Regions from separate parts of the Danio rerio genome. Here region 2 is linked to region 1. A link is a contact called in public HiChIP or PLAC-seq data. All regions are on one chromosome and are shown on one strand. The core of a region is the stretch at or near the end of the contact, and the rest is flanking DNA. Distances in the headings are between cores, read along the strand shown.

Region 1 (6,139 bases), core at 2,031-4,530:
AACTCTAAGCCAAAATATTTTACATTTTGTGTGAAAACAACCAAGCTGTAGTTGTATATATGCCCTTTTTTAACATAACTTTTCTTAAAGTAAAAAGTAATTATAATAAACTAAATGTATGCAAAACAGTCTGTTCAGGTCCTCAACAGTAAATACATAGAGACTTTTAAACAAATGTTATTGCAAGAAAAATAATTAAACTACAACGGTAAATAGAGTTCAAAATCCCATTGTTATTGAGATGGATTATTGGTGATTGAATGGGTGCTGGCCCGATTGGGTTTGTCCTGTTTAAAAAGATTTAAGACCTACAACACAATATTTCTGTAAATTTAAGACTATTTAAGACCTAACATTTTTTTTATATTAAAGACATTTTAGGACCTCGCAGAAACCCAGTTAATTAGCCTAGTTAAGCCTTTGAATGTCACTTTAAGCTGAATATTAGTAAATATCTAGCAAAATATTATGCAATGTCATCATATGTTAGTGGGAAAAATATACAGGGGGCTAATATTTCAGGTGGGATAATATTTCTGACTTCAACTGTAATCCAGCTTATTATTTCTATTGCACATGCCATCAATCCAGTATAAAAAGCTTGATGGTAAATATCCACTAAACCACAAATGTACAGTACCTGGAAGACAAAGAAGGGTGCTGTGGCTCTCTCCTTGAAGAGCTCCAGGAAGTCCGGCACCACCATTTCTGCACGGTTGGTGCCATATCGCTTCTCCGCGGCCCGCAACTGAACCTCCTCCTGATAGCCTCTCCAGTTCTGGAAATGGCTCATGGGAAAGCTGATGGGAAACGCCACCGGCAGAAACTGCTTCTTCTCCTCGCCGTCGTACACATAACAGATCTTCTGGAACTCAAAGGACAGGATTTCTGCTCCATCCTCATCCTACCAAGAGAAAATAGGAAACGGTTTTTGATCTCGTATGATCTACAATCATGTATATAAGCCATGGCCCAGTATAAGTTTCAGACATTATAATAACCTTGGATAAAAATACCACAGTTTCATGGTATTGTGATTACTGTTCTAAAAAAAGTTCTTTTTAAATGTCTGGGTAAAAAACAACTTTATTCCACTTTATTATTATATTTTTCATAAATTGTAACAGTAAACATGTCAGGCTAAATAATAAACTTAAATCATTGACTTCTGCTGTCTTCATTAGTTTCAAAAACACAGATTTCTTTACAGCACATTTTAGAAAAGCACATTAAAAAAACCTTACATATACCTTAGGAACGATATAACAGAAAATGTAAGCGGTTATAAAAAGCTGACTTTTCCAAACCACGGTAAATCTTGAAACCGGTTATCGTCCCATGCCTAATGTATACATGCATTTCTGTACTAAAAGTGCATTTAATAACTTTTGTTAACTAAATTTAAAAAACAAATCACAAAAAAAACCACATGTATAATATATTTGTATGGAATTTGATAATTATGTACCCTCTTCCCTTTTTTTATTATCGCTTTTTGTTTATTTTTCTCTTTTCTTATTGAATCCTTGTTAAGAAATGTGAAGGGATTTTGTTTTATAATTTATAATGAATCTGTACATACAGATTCTTGTTAATGAAACAAAACAAAAAAAAAAAAAGGTAAAAAATTTGTGCTGCACAATATATCGTTTGAGCATCGATATCACAATGTGTACGTCCGCAATAGTCACATCGCAACATATGTAATGTTGAGTTAGGATTATAGAGGACCAGGAACCACAGGTCAAAACACATGAGATTTGTGAAGACTCTGCAGAAGTTAAGCATAATAGAGTAAAAGTTAATTATCCTCACGTGTTTTTAAGGCCTGTGACTATGTAAGCATTTTAATAGAGCAGTTTAATAAAGAGTTTAATAAAGATTCCTTTTATTGAACAATTTATATGATGAAGTCTATGCATTGTTAATTTACATCTGATTATTCAATTTCCTTAACCGAATACTGTTAAACCATAAATCACTGTTTATTTCACTTTAATACTTGCTCCATTGTGTTTATGACTGTATTTTGTTAATTGTACTGTATGTATATAATAAATTACATAAAATATATTTATATTTCACTCCCCTATAAAATCATCCCAATCAATCTAAAGTCTTTGCAAAAAAAGTAATTAAGGTCATTTGGTGAATTTATATCCCAATGTATTTTATTATATACATCACAATATATATCGCAGATAATAAAATATTGCAATGTCACTTTCACAAACACTTTCATAATGACTTATGAGATACTTAGTTCCTATTATCAATTTGTATATACATAGTTTTAACATATATTTGTATAATTGTCTAAATAAACAAGGGCATAAGTCTGCATCCCATGACTGAGATTTTAAACACATCCATTCCATCCTTACATAAACGTAACATTATATTATTTCAAATATTTCTATCTTTGTATACAAGACAAATTGCAGGTAACTTAAAGATGTATCTCATTTGGTGCCAGAAAAACCCCTAAAATAAAACATTAAAGAACATTAAATATTACTAACACAAGATACAGTGGATCGTTTTCCGTAACAAATTAGCTTATTATCTCACCTTATCCCTCAGAAGAGGCACTAATTCTGCTGAGCCATTATTGGGTGTTGGTATAACTTTTGCAAATGTGGCTTTGGCTGGATCAGACTCCTGTTAGAGACATAATTTCATAATCACAGTCAACTTTTACATTGAGAATCTGCCAAACATATGTTAGACATTATCACCGAAACAGACCCGTAAATAAAACCAATCACTAAAAATGTGTAATTCCGTCAAAACACCGTTTCTGTTTAACGTTTACATAAAGCAAACATGTTTTATTTGTCATTTTCACCTTCGAGCAGGTGAGCAGGCAGTGCGCGTGCACGGACCAGTATCCAGAAAGCACCGTCAGGACGTGCGCGATCCCGAGAGCTGCGAGAGCCAGCAGTCCGGCCTCAACGTACTCCGCTGCCCCGTAAACACCAAACCACGTATATAAACAGGCCGGGTAGAGGATGAGGAACGGGAAGACCGTCCCGTGCAGCACGCGTGGCCTGCGGCTGTGGAGAGACACTGCTCTCACCAGGTCGTCGCTCGGCGCGCGCGTCCGCGTCCCCGCCGGCCCATCAACGCCGTCTGCGGCCATATTTGCCCCCTTTTTAGCTTCATCCATTCTTCCTCCTACTCTCCACCTCCTCCTTGCAGGCGCGGGTGGTAAAAAGGCAGCTTTGCACCGGCCTGTTGTCTGCCCACTCCACAGATTTCTGAAAAATTTCAGACACACACACGACAGCTTCCGCGTACGCAAGCACGTACGCCGGTGACGCAGTATCCGGTCCATGTCGTTGCCTGGAAATTTTTTTCGAAATGATTTTAAGATTTTTTATTTATTTATGACATGTCAAAATATAAATAAACACCAGTGGATACACAAATTTGTGCACATTTTTTATCTAAATTATACCATGAAAAAATAAATGCGACATTTATCTATAATTATTTGTGAATATGTACTTCTCTTAGTTACATTGCATTTATTTGTAGTCATTACAGAACTCTATTCATTTATTTACGAATTTATTTGTTTATTTTAATAATGTTTAAAAAAATTTAATATATTAATATGAAACACTTATAAGTTATATATTAATACATTTACATATTTATGAATTATGTAATATTTTTTATTTGTTCGTTTAAAATTATTAATGCATTTATTAGCTTGCAATCAAATTTGTATCTGTTTCTTTGTTTTATTGCATGGTTTTACTTATCTTAATAAATTGTTTGTATGTTAATTATTAATCTTATTAATTTATGATTTATTTTATATTTTTATGCATTAAACATTTATATATATTAAATATTCATTTGTACATTTATTTATACATTTATTTGTTATTATCTAAGTTTGTAAACTTTTTTCATACATTTCCACGGTCCCCATAAGCGCATAAAAGTGACGAAAAAAATTAAGTGCAAAGATAAATTAATTTATTAAAGTCACGCCCATTCTTTCAACCTCCCAACAGAAACCACCAATAGGACCACGGTAAGTGTAAAAATGGACCAATCACATTCCTCCGGCGGGAGCGTGGACGTTTCCCTGAACATGTGCGTGCGTGATATTCGGCTTAACCTTCATTCATTCACTACTAGAAGCGGCTGAAAATCAAAGGAGTTCAACATGTGAGTAAACAGCTGTGACCTACAGCTGTGTGTTTAATCGCTTATTCGACATGATGTGTGATAAATCTATCCTTCTTTACGCTTCAACACGACTACAAAAGCCAGAGACCAAGCTAAACTTTATTAGCTAAATGAACTAGCATTACATGAACCGCAATGTTTATACGGTCGTGCTGTTTGTTCTTGACCGCTGTTGATGTCGTATTGTAGTCTGCATGTAATATAGCGTAATAAAATCTCTTTTACTGTCAGGGAAGCAGCAATGGCCATCACGACCAAATTCTGCCAGAAGGAGCTGGAGGAGTACGGCGGATGCGTGGTATCCAATCCCACATCCTGGCAGGAGAAATGTCAGGAGCTGAAGCTGAGGGTCGCGCACTGCACATCCTCACAGTATGTGCACAGACAGACACACATCACATACATGCTGAACATCAGCAGCAGCAGCAGGCTTTCAGACTCAAGCTTTCAGTTTGGAATAAAGTGATAGTTCACCTCATGAATGAATATTGTCATCATAATAGTTCTCATTACTGATTGTTTAATAATTCTTAGTCACAGAAGACATCATAAAACTAGACCACAAAGCTGAAGAAACACACACATCACGGATGTGCACATCACATACGTACTGTTCATCACCAGCAGCATCATGCTTTCAGTCTCAAGCTTTCAGTTTAAAATAAAGTAATTGTTCAACCTTTAAATTATAATAGTTTTCATAAGGCAACAAAGCTGAAGTAACACACACACACACACTTATACATATATTCATATTATAATGTTTGGGGTTCGAAGAACAAAGAAATTTATTTGTTTTCAGCTTTGTTGTCTGTTGTTTTATGATGACCGCACACGGTTTATTCCACCACACAGGATGAAAATGCCAAAAACCATAATAATATTTAATGTTCTTCTTTATCAGTCTGACAGCTGTGCTAGTGAAGGTAAAATCTGAGACAGAATGTTGCAAATTATTTAATATATTTTAGTTTTCATTTCTTAAAGTTGTATTAGGTTAAATAAAATATTAAATGTACAATGTTTTGGCTATTTGTGTATGTTTTATTCATACGTTGCTGGGTATGAAATATTAAATATTAAGTAGAAAACAGCATATTTTATGTCACAAATCTTTACATTAATAATGCTTTTTAAACATCAAAATAAATAAATTAAACATGCAATTATGCATTAAATACATTTCCCCCCACATACAAAACGTGTGACATGCTAAAAATGTTAATAATAGTGAAAAAAAGATTATATATATATACAGTGCTCAGCATAAGTACACCCCAGTTAGAAATTTCATATTTTTATCCACCGAACATCTCATGAGTAGGGCCAGACCAAATCTTTTTTTTTGCCATTTCTGCAGAGAATTTAGGTAAAAGTCTGCGGATTTCAGCGGAATTATTTTGGGAGTATCATAACTAAAACCTTTTAAATGAATTAAAAAAATAATATATTTTTTAACTTTTATTTAATGTTTAAAATGCAATTCCAATTAGATTAACTTTGTTTGGTAAATAAAGCAAGTTTGTCATATAATATATCTAGTTAAAGACAGAAAATAATACTGTGCAAACTGCATTGTACATACATTTTTACATTAGTCAATAATATTACTGCAATTATCTGCGGAAAATCTCCAGATTTATGCACGCACAGATTCTGGGTGGGCCTACTCATGAGTTGCCAAACATCTTTAGAAATTGAAAGATAATACATTAAAATTCAAGCAAAATATTGGAAAAAAATTATAGACAAAAAGAAAGAAAATTTACAAAAAGAAAAAATAGACCCTTTCACATTTCCGGGTTTCTTAGTAGCGGAAGTTGTCATAGTAAAAGGGAGAATACCACAAATAATTTTTTACAATCCCATTTGCTCAAATAATAAAAGAAAATCTCCGCAATGATGTTATCAGGTCTTTCAGAAATGGGAAAAA
Region 2 (7,015 bases), core at 451-2,950, 330 kb before region 1:
TCAGTCTGTCTATCTGTCTCTCTATCTATCTATCTATCTATCTATCTATCTATCTATCTATCTATCTATCTATCTATCAGTCTGTCTGTCTATCTATCTACCTACCTACCTACCTACCTACCTACCTGTCAGTCAGTCAGTCAGTCAGTCTGTCTGTCTGTCTGTCTGTCTGTCTATCTATCTATCTATCTATCTATCTATCTATCAGTCTGTCTATCTGTCTATCTATCTATCTATCTATCTATCTATCTATCAGTCTGTCTATCTATCTGTCTATCTATCTACCTATCTATCTATCTATCTATCTATCTATCTATCTATCTATCTATCTATCTATCTATCTATCTATCTATCTATCTATCTATCTATCGCTAGTCAGAATATGCATTAAAAAAAAAAACATTATTTCACCCATATTTTGCTACTTTATTTTTTTCGAGCTATTTAGAACACAATGAAAGCCACTAAAATTACCTTTGGACTCATAAACAAATACAGTAGATATTAATTTTACGCAATACATTATCTACTAAATGATCTGTTTATTTACACAAACCCCCAATGTGAAAGTTTGTTTACATCTAAAAGCTTGCAAATGAAAGAGAGAATACATACCTGCAGTTTCTCATCAGGCGGGAAGATCTCCCTCTAAAAAATATGTCACATAATAATATGATCACGCAATATAAAAACAAAAATAAAACAGCTAAATAACCATATATATATGAAGTCAATAGTAAAAATCATGCATCAAACAAAAGGTATAATGTTATTATTGTATAATATATAATGTAATATTAATGTTGGGTTGGAAACAAATTAAAAGTCCTCTTCAAAGTTATTTTCAGTTCTCAGGATTTGCATTAAAAACATGCTTTGAAAAATGAACATATGAAGAGTTCAGATGCAAAAACCTCTAAATTACATCTGACATTCTCTTCTAAAATGAGCATTTTTATCAGGCTCATGTGGGTAGGTTCAGTAATGCCACTTTTACAGCAAATAATACGGTCTTTAAAGTAAAATAACACAACATAAACAAAGGAGGATGAGAAAAATCTTCAATTTCAGATGGCACTTAGAGGTTTTTGCATCTGAACTCTTCAAATATTATTTGTTTTTTACTTTATATACTAACTGCAAAATGTCATGTACGTTAAGTATTTTATCATTTAGATAACTTATTTGTGGAGAAAATAGTAAATATGAAACATTTCAAAGTTTGAAAACGTGAAACGATCATAAAACCTTGTCAAAAAATGTAAGTTATAACATCACTTCATTAACTCTGACTAATAACCAACCTTTCTCTTCACGATATATTCCTCAAAATACTCGGCTTGGTTTGAAATCCAAAACATCGCCACTGGAAACGACAAATACACCATCATCTGTGTGGGGAAAATAATAATAATTAAGAATAAATATTAATACATGAATATAGATATTCACATGAACGCGCAGTGCCCTCTGTGTTTAGCAAAGCAGGACATTTACAGCTTCAGTTCGTCGTTTATTTCCCAAAAGCTGCATTAATATAAGTTCATATAGTTTTAGAAGAACATTATCAGCCTTCAAGCATAAATAAAACGTCAAACTCACCCTAAAAATCTCAATTTTAACCCCCATGTCCTACAGCTTGACAATCACACATTCAGGCACTTCCTGTTCCAGAATATGTCAAAATAAAGGTTCGGAATACGCACGTCTATGTACGTATACAGTATATCTGAATCAGGGAAAAGTCTTGATAGGATACAGCTGCGGATACGCACATTAATGCAGCATCATTTTTCGTGACGCTATTTTACAATAATTAATAGTTTTACAGTACTGTGACGGTAGGTTAAGGGTTTTGGTGGGGATAGACGTAAAAAATACAATTTACTGCGTAGCTTAGTGAACAGCGCTCGGTGAAAATAGCAATTTTACATTACTGTGACGGTTGAGTTTAGTGTTGGGGTAGACGTTATAATAAAATACAATTAATGGGAAATTTTATAAATAATATAAATAATTCTCGCTAACTTCCGCGGCCGCAACCGTATCAAGCAATAGTCACAGCTACATTATCAGCAAATCTTTATTTTTATTATCATTAATATTTAACTTTGCTGAGGGTTGGTATTTATTAACAGATATGTCCGTTGATTTACTGTAACCGACCGTCCAAACTCGAGTTGCTTCTCCAATAGATCTTAGCGGTGACGTCATCCGGCTGCAGGCTTATGAAAGCGCGTGCAATCGCTGAGCGGACACAGGTGCACGAGCATGATGAAAACACGCTGCAACTTTGCATCACACATCCCTCATACGCACCGAGAGAGACTCTCACTTGCTATTTAATCCCGGTGAGGACTCTCATAGACGTAATGATGTTTATTTTATCCCCATACCCCTAAAGCAAACCCTCACAGGAAATCATTTGCACTTATATTATTCACTCTATTCTGTTTGGCTTGCCTGTGGGGACCTCGATTTAGGTTGGTTGTTGCTAGATGACAGATCAGATACTCATTGCGTAGTTAACGAGAATTATTTGTATTATTTATTCAATTTACCATTAATTGTATTTTATTAACGTCTACCCTAAACCCATCCATCACAGTACTGTAAAAAACTGTTATTATAAACAATATTCTTCATATAATTTATTAAATTACCCAATAAATTGTATTTTATTAACGTCTAGCTCCACCCCAACCCTAAACTCAACCATCACAGTAATGTAAAATATTAATTAGTGTTATACAGTGTCATAAAAATTATGCTGTATTGATGTGCGTATACACCGCTGTATCCTATCTAGAATTTACCATATAGGTCCTCAAGTTGACAAGTAACCATAATGTCTGTGCGCATTCGAGTCATGTTAGAATACAGCTGCAGATATGTACACCAATATAGCATCATTATTAAACACTATATAACATTAATCAATCATTTTACAGTACTGTGACAGTGGGTAGACTGATAAAATACAATTTATTGGGTAAATTATTAAATACCATAAATAACACTGTAAAGGGTTTTACATTGCTGTGATGGTTGGGGTAGACGTTAATAAAATACAATTAATGGGAGATTTAATAATTAATAAAAATAATTCTAGTTAACTTCCGGCCACAATCATATCTGATCTAGCAATAACCGGTTTTAGTCCCCCAAAAATAGATGAAAATAACTATATAGTCACACTTATTGTAAGATATTTTCTATTTGGAGGACGATTGAAGGGGATAGTTCACCTAAATAAATGAATTTTAAAAAGTAAATAAAAATATAATTCTGTCATTATTAATGTTAACAAACACTTACTTCAAAATTGCTGCTGTTTTGCGGTTGACAGATCATAGGCATTCCTATTGCAATTTTGACTTTTTTTTCCCTTCAGAACAGCAACTATTTCTCGCAATACCGACTCTAGTTGTGACTGTAGATTATGACTAAACACAGTTGTGTGTTCATACGTTTTATAATGTTAAAAGTCAATTCTGACAATTATCTAATATGAATGGCACAATAAAGCCCTAGTTTATTCTGAGATATGAACTCACAATGTTTTTATTTTATGCTAAGATGTGTCAAATAGCTGTTTTTACACATTTTCTGTAATTATTTTTAGTCTTTGTGCATTACAGGTCTTTGATCTCTTCTGGAAACTTCACATGTTGAAAATTCACTCTGCAGTTTTGTTTTTATTCTATTTTTTCAGTTTTTGTTATTTAAATAAATCTTAATGCATGCAGTAATAGGAAAACAAATACTTTAACTGGCACCATTATCAAGAGAAATTACTGATCCACCCATCTATTTATCCATCCATGTATCCATCTATCATCCATCCATCCATGTATCATCCACCGATCCATCCATCCAATCATCCGTCCATTCATGCATCAACTTAACCATCCACCCATCCAATCATCCATCCAATCATACATCTATCAATCATCCATCCACCTTTCCATCTATCGATCCATCCATGTATCATCCACCCATCCATCCATCCATCCATCCATGCATCAATTTAACCATCCACCTGTCTATTCATCAAATGATCCATCCATCCATCCATCTATCTATCTATCTATCTATCTATCTATCTATCTATCTATCTATCTATCTATCTATCTATCTATCTATCTATCTATCTATCATCCAACTATCTGTCCATCCATCCATCCATCCATCCATTTATCCATCCACCTATCCATTTATCAATCGATCCATCCAATTAATCATAAATCCACCCATCCATCTAATCATACATTTATCCATTCATCAATCCACCACCTTTCCATTTATCGATCAATCGATCCAACCAATCATACATATATCCATCCATCCATGCATTTATTCACCCATCCACCTATCCATCCATCCATGCATCCATCTATCTATCTATCTATCTATCTATCTATCTATCTATCTATCTATCTATCTATCTATCTATCTATCTATCTATCTATCTATCTATCTATCTATCTATCTATCTTCCACCTATCCACCCATCCAATCATCCATCCAATCATCCATCTGTCCATCCATCCTTCTATTTATCTATCATACCATCTAATTATCTATCAAACCACCTATCCATCCATCAATCCATCCATCCCTCCCTCTCTCTCTCTCTCTCTCTCTCTCTATCTATCTATCTATCTATCCATCTATTCATTCATCTATCTATATCCATCCATCCATCCATCTAGATTTACACTACTTGGTCAAAAAATAACTTTGATCACTTGTAATCATCTGAAGTTGGAGCAGAGCTCAAGGTCCTATAATGAAAAAAGCACACATGAACCACAGAAACTGAATTTGTCATAAAAAACCAGCTGCCTTCTCAGTGAAAAACTAAATCTTGACTTTGTGTGAAATATGATGCAACGTCCTTTGGTGGCCAATGTTCCCCCCTGAGCTTTAATAAGGTGCCGAACAGTACCACAACCTCTTTAATGAGCAATATCGCTTATGAAAGCACACATCTCATCTATTTCCAACACGTCAAACCAATCTGAAAACACAATAACAGGTGGAGCGTGTTTAAAGCGGATAAATTATAAACGAGACGGGCTCATTTTTTTTTTCTTTCATTTTAATTTTCTATAAAAGAGATGAGTTTATTTCATGATCATAACAGATTGAACCATTGACCTCGATAGCCCACGCACATACCAAAACAGTAATCGAGGAAAATGTTAAACAAACCCCCAAAAAAACTGAACAAAAAAAAAATAATAATATTAATAAAAACCAAAAAACAAAACAAAAGAAAAGAAAATAACAAAATACCTGAATAAAGCAAACTCTCTGCTGAGCTGCAGGTCAGCACATTCTCCGGAGAATCCGAAATCTATGGCACATAATGTCCAACTGTTACCATGGAAAAGAAAATACATTTAAAGGCTCGCAGGAATGAAGTGTTTCTCTTCTTTGAACTTTTACAGACCAAATTAACCAAAGTAAAAGAGAGCTATATAAGTGGACTTCATGAGGAAGAAACAACAACAACAACAACGATGATGAAAAAAAAAAATGAATCTGCAAAGCAACATCATGGTTTAAATGAAGTGTTTTTGCGATTGAAACCTCCGGGTAAAACCACCCTTCCCCAGCCACATAAACCAAGGACACACACACACATGCACTCACACACACAGTCACGCAGTGATGATGATGATGATAATCGAACATCCTCTTAGCAGTTTTGAGAAAAGGAAAAACTAGTTGTTCGGTGTATACTTAAGAAGTCCAGCTAAAACTAGATTTAAACCTGAATATTGTAAATGGGTAAAATATAAAACGTTTACTTTCCTTTTTTTGTCTTTTAAACACAAGCTCTCTCGGTCCCCCAAACCACCCCCCCACTCCGCTTATTGACCGCGCCCCGCCCCCGCCCCACCCCAAACGTAATATATGCCAACTAGAATCGCAATACAATACAGGCACTGGAGAAAACACTATAAGAGAAAACTCAGAGGACCCGCCAAGGTCTCGAATTGTGCCCCCCGCCCCCCTTGCTGAGTCAAATAACAGAATTAGAACACATCCACTATAATCGAACAAGAACAATGATAAATCAGAATGGTTTGATTTTTTTTTTTTTTTTGTCGTTGACGAGTTTTTGTCGTTATATCTAGCACAGCGAACATCGTTTTCTCTCTCTCGGTTTGTCTGTGCAGTTGTAATAAATGATCTGTGAAAAGAAAAAGAGGAGTCATGCAGTAACCAGCTGAAAGCTCCGTTCGTGACGCTCTCCGATGCATCACACAGAGTTGCATGTTTTCCTTCTATACGTATAATACACTTAAAATAGTTCTGGCTTTCTTTAAATTATATTCAAATTAAACGATGCTCAGAAACCGCGCTTACAGGCTCGAGGATCCCCTCGCCAGGTGAAAACGATGAGCGATGAAAAGTACATCTTCGTCCTCGATTAACACTTGTCAGAATAATGCATATATTAGGGTTTATTTTCTACAAGGCTAGCTAAACTTTTAAATGACGAGTGGGGAGAACAAGAAAATATATTTATATATTTAGAAAGACATGTTAAGTGAAGCGTTTCGGGTCTCGGCTATCAGCGTAAAAGGATATGGGTGTTTGGCATAGACATCAGAGGGTAAGGTGTTGGTAAGAGAGTTAAAAACCTTAAAAAAACAAAACAAAAACAAACGAAAAAAGAAAAGAAAAACAAAAAAACAAACACAACCAACCAAAACAGTAATTAAGAAAATACCTTTTGTACAGTAGATCCTACATAATGAAAAATCTGCACATGATAACAGTGTGAAACACACACCATGTTTAGTCATTTTTGTCACAGCCCCTGGTGAGAGTATTGTTTGTGTTGTGGTGTAAGGCCAGCTGGATCTCCTCTCCTGAGGAAGATCATCTTAAGTGCCCCGAACCCATCCTGCCATTTGCCTCACGAAAGAAAAAATGGGGGATACATAGCGAAAACGAAACGATGGGAGGGAAAGCAAATCAAACAGGAAACAGAGAG

Evidence for each region. HiChIP or PLAC-seq counts read pairs in DNA pulled down with a chosen protein or histone mark.
Region 2: a contact with region 1 is called in an H3K4me3 HiChIP or PLAC-seq map of embryo, with 4 times the contacts expected there. The contact joins the promoter of pet100 here to the promoter of atp13a1 in region 1. A contact is called at or near these places in 2 of 4 datasets of contacts at active chromatin or transcription factors (embryo and gastrula embryo).

What each region holds. Positions count from the first base shown.
Region 1 is chr3:55,432,972-55,439,110 of GRCz12tu, reverse strand. atp13a1 (ATPase 13A1) reads right to left here and starts at 3,280. Exons shown (of 25, transcript NM_001001403.2): 1 at 2,849-3,280; 2 at 2,572-2,661; 3 at 641-904. The coding sequence starts at 3,169. It overlaps chchd5 (coiled-coil-helix-coiled-coil-helix domain containing 5), which reads left to right and starts at 4,085. Exons shown (of 4, transcript XM_001334662.9): 1 at 4,085-4,185; 2 at 4,438-4,578. The coding sequence starts at 4,184.
Region 2 is chr3:55,760,779-55,767,793 of GRCz12tu, reverse strand. It overlaps pet100 (PET100 cytochrome c oxidase chaperone), which reads right to left and starts at 1,700. Exons shown (of 4, transcript NM_001303057.1): 1 at 1,603-1,700; 2 at 1,305-1,391; 3 at 616-648. The coding sequence starts at 1,629. It overlaps brd4 (bromodomain containing 4), which reads right to left. Exons shown (of 20, transcript NM_001111281.2): 20 at 6,718-7,015.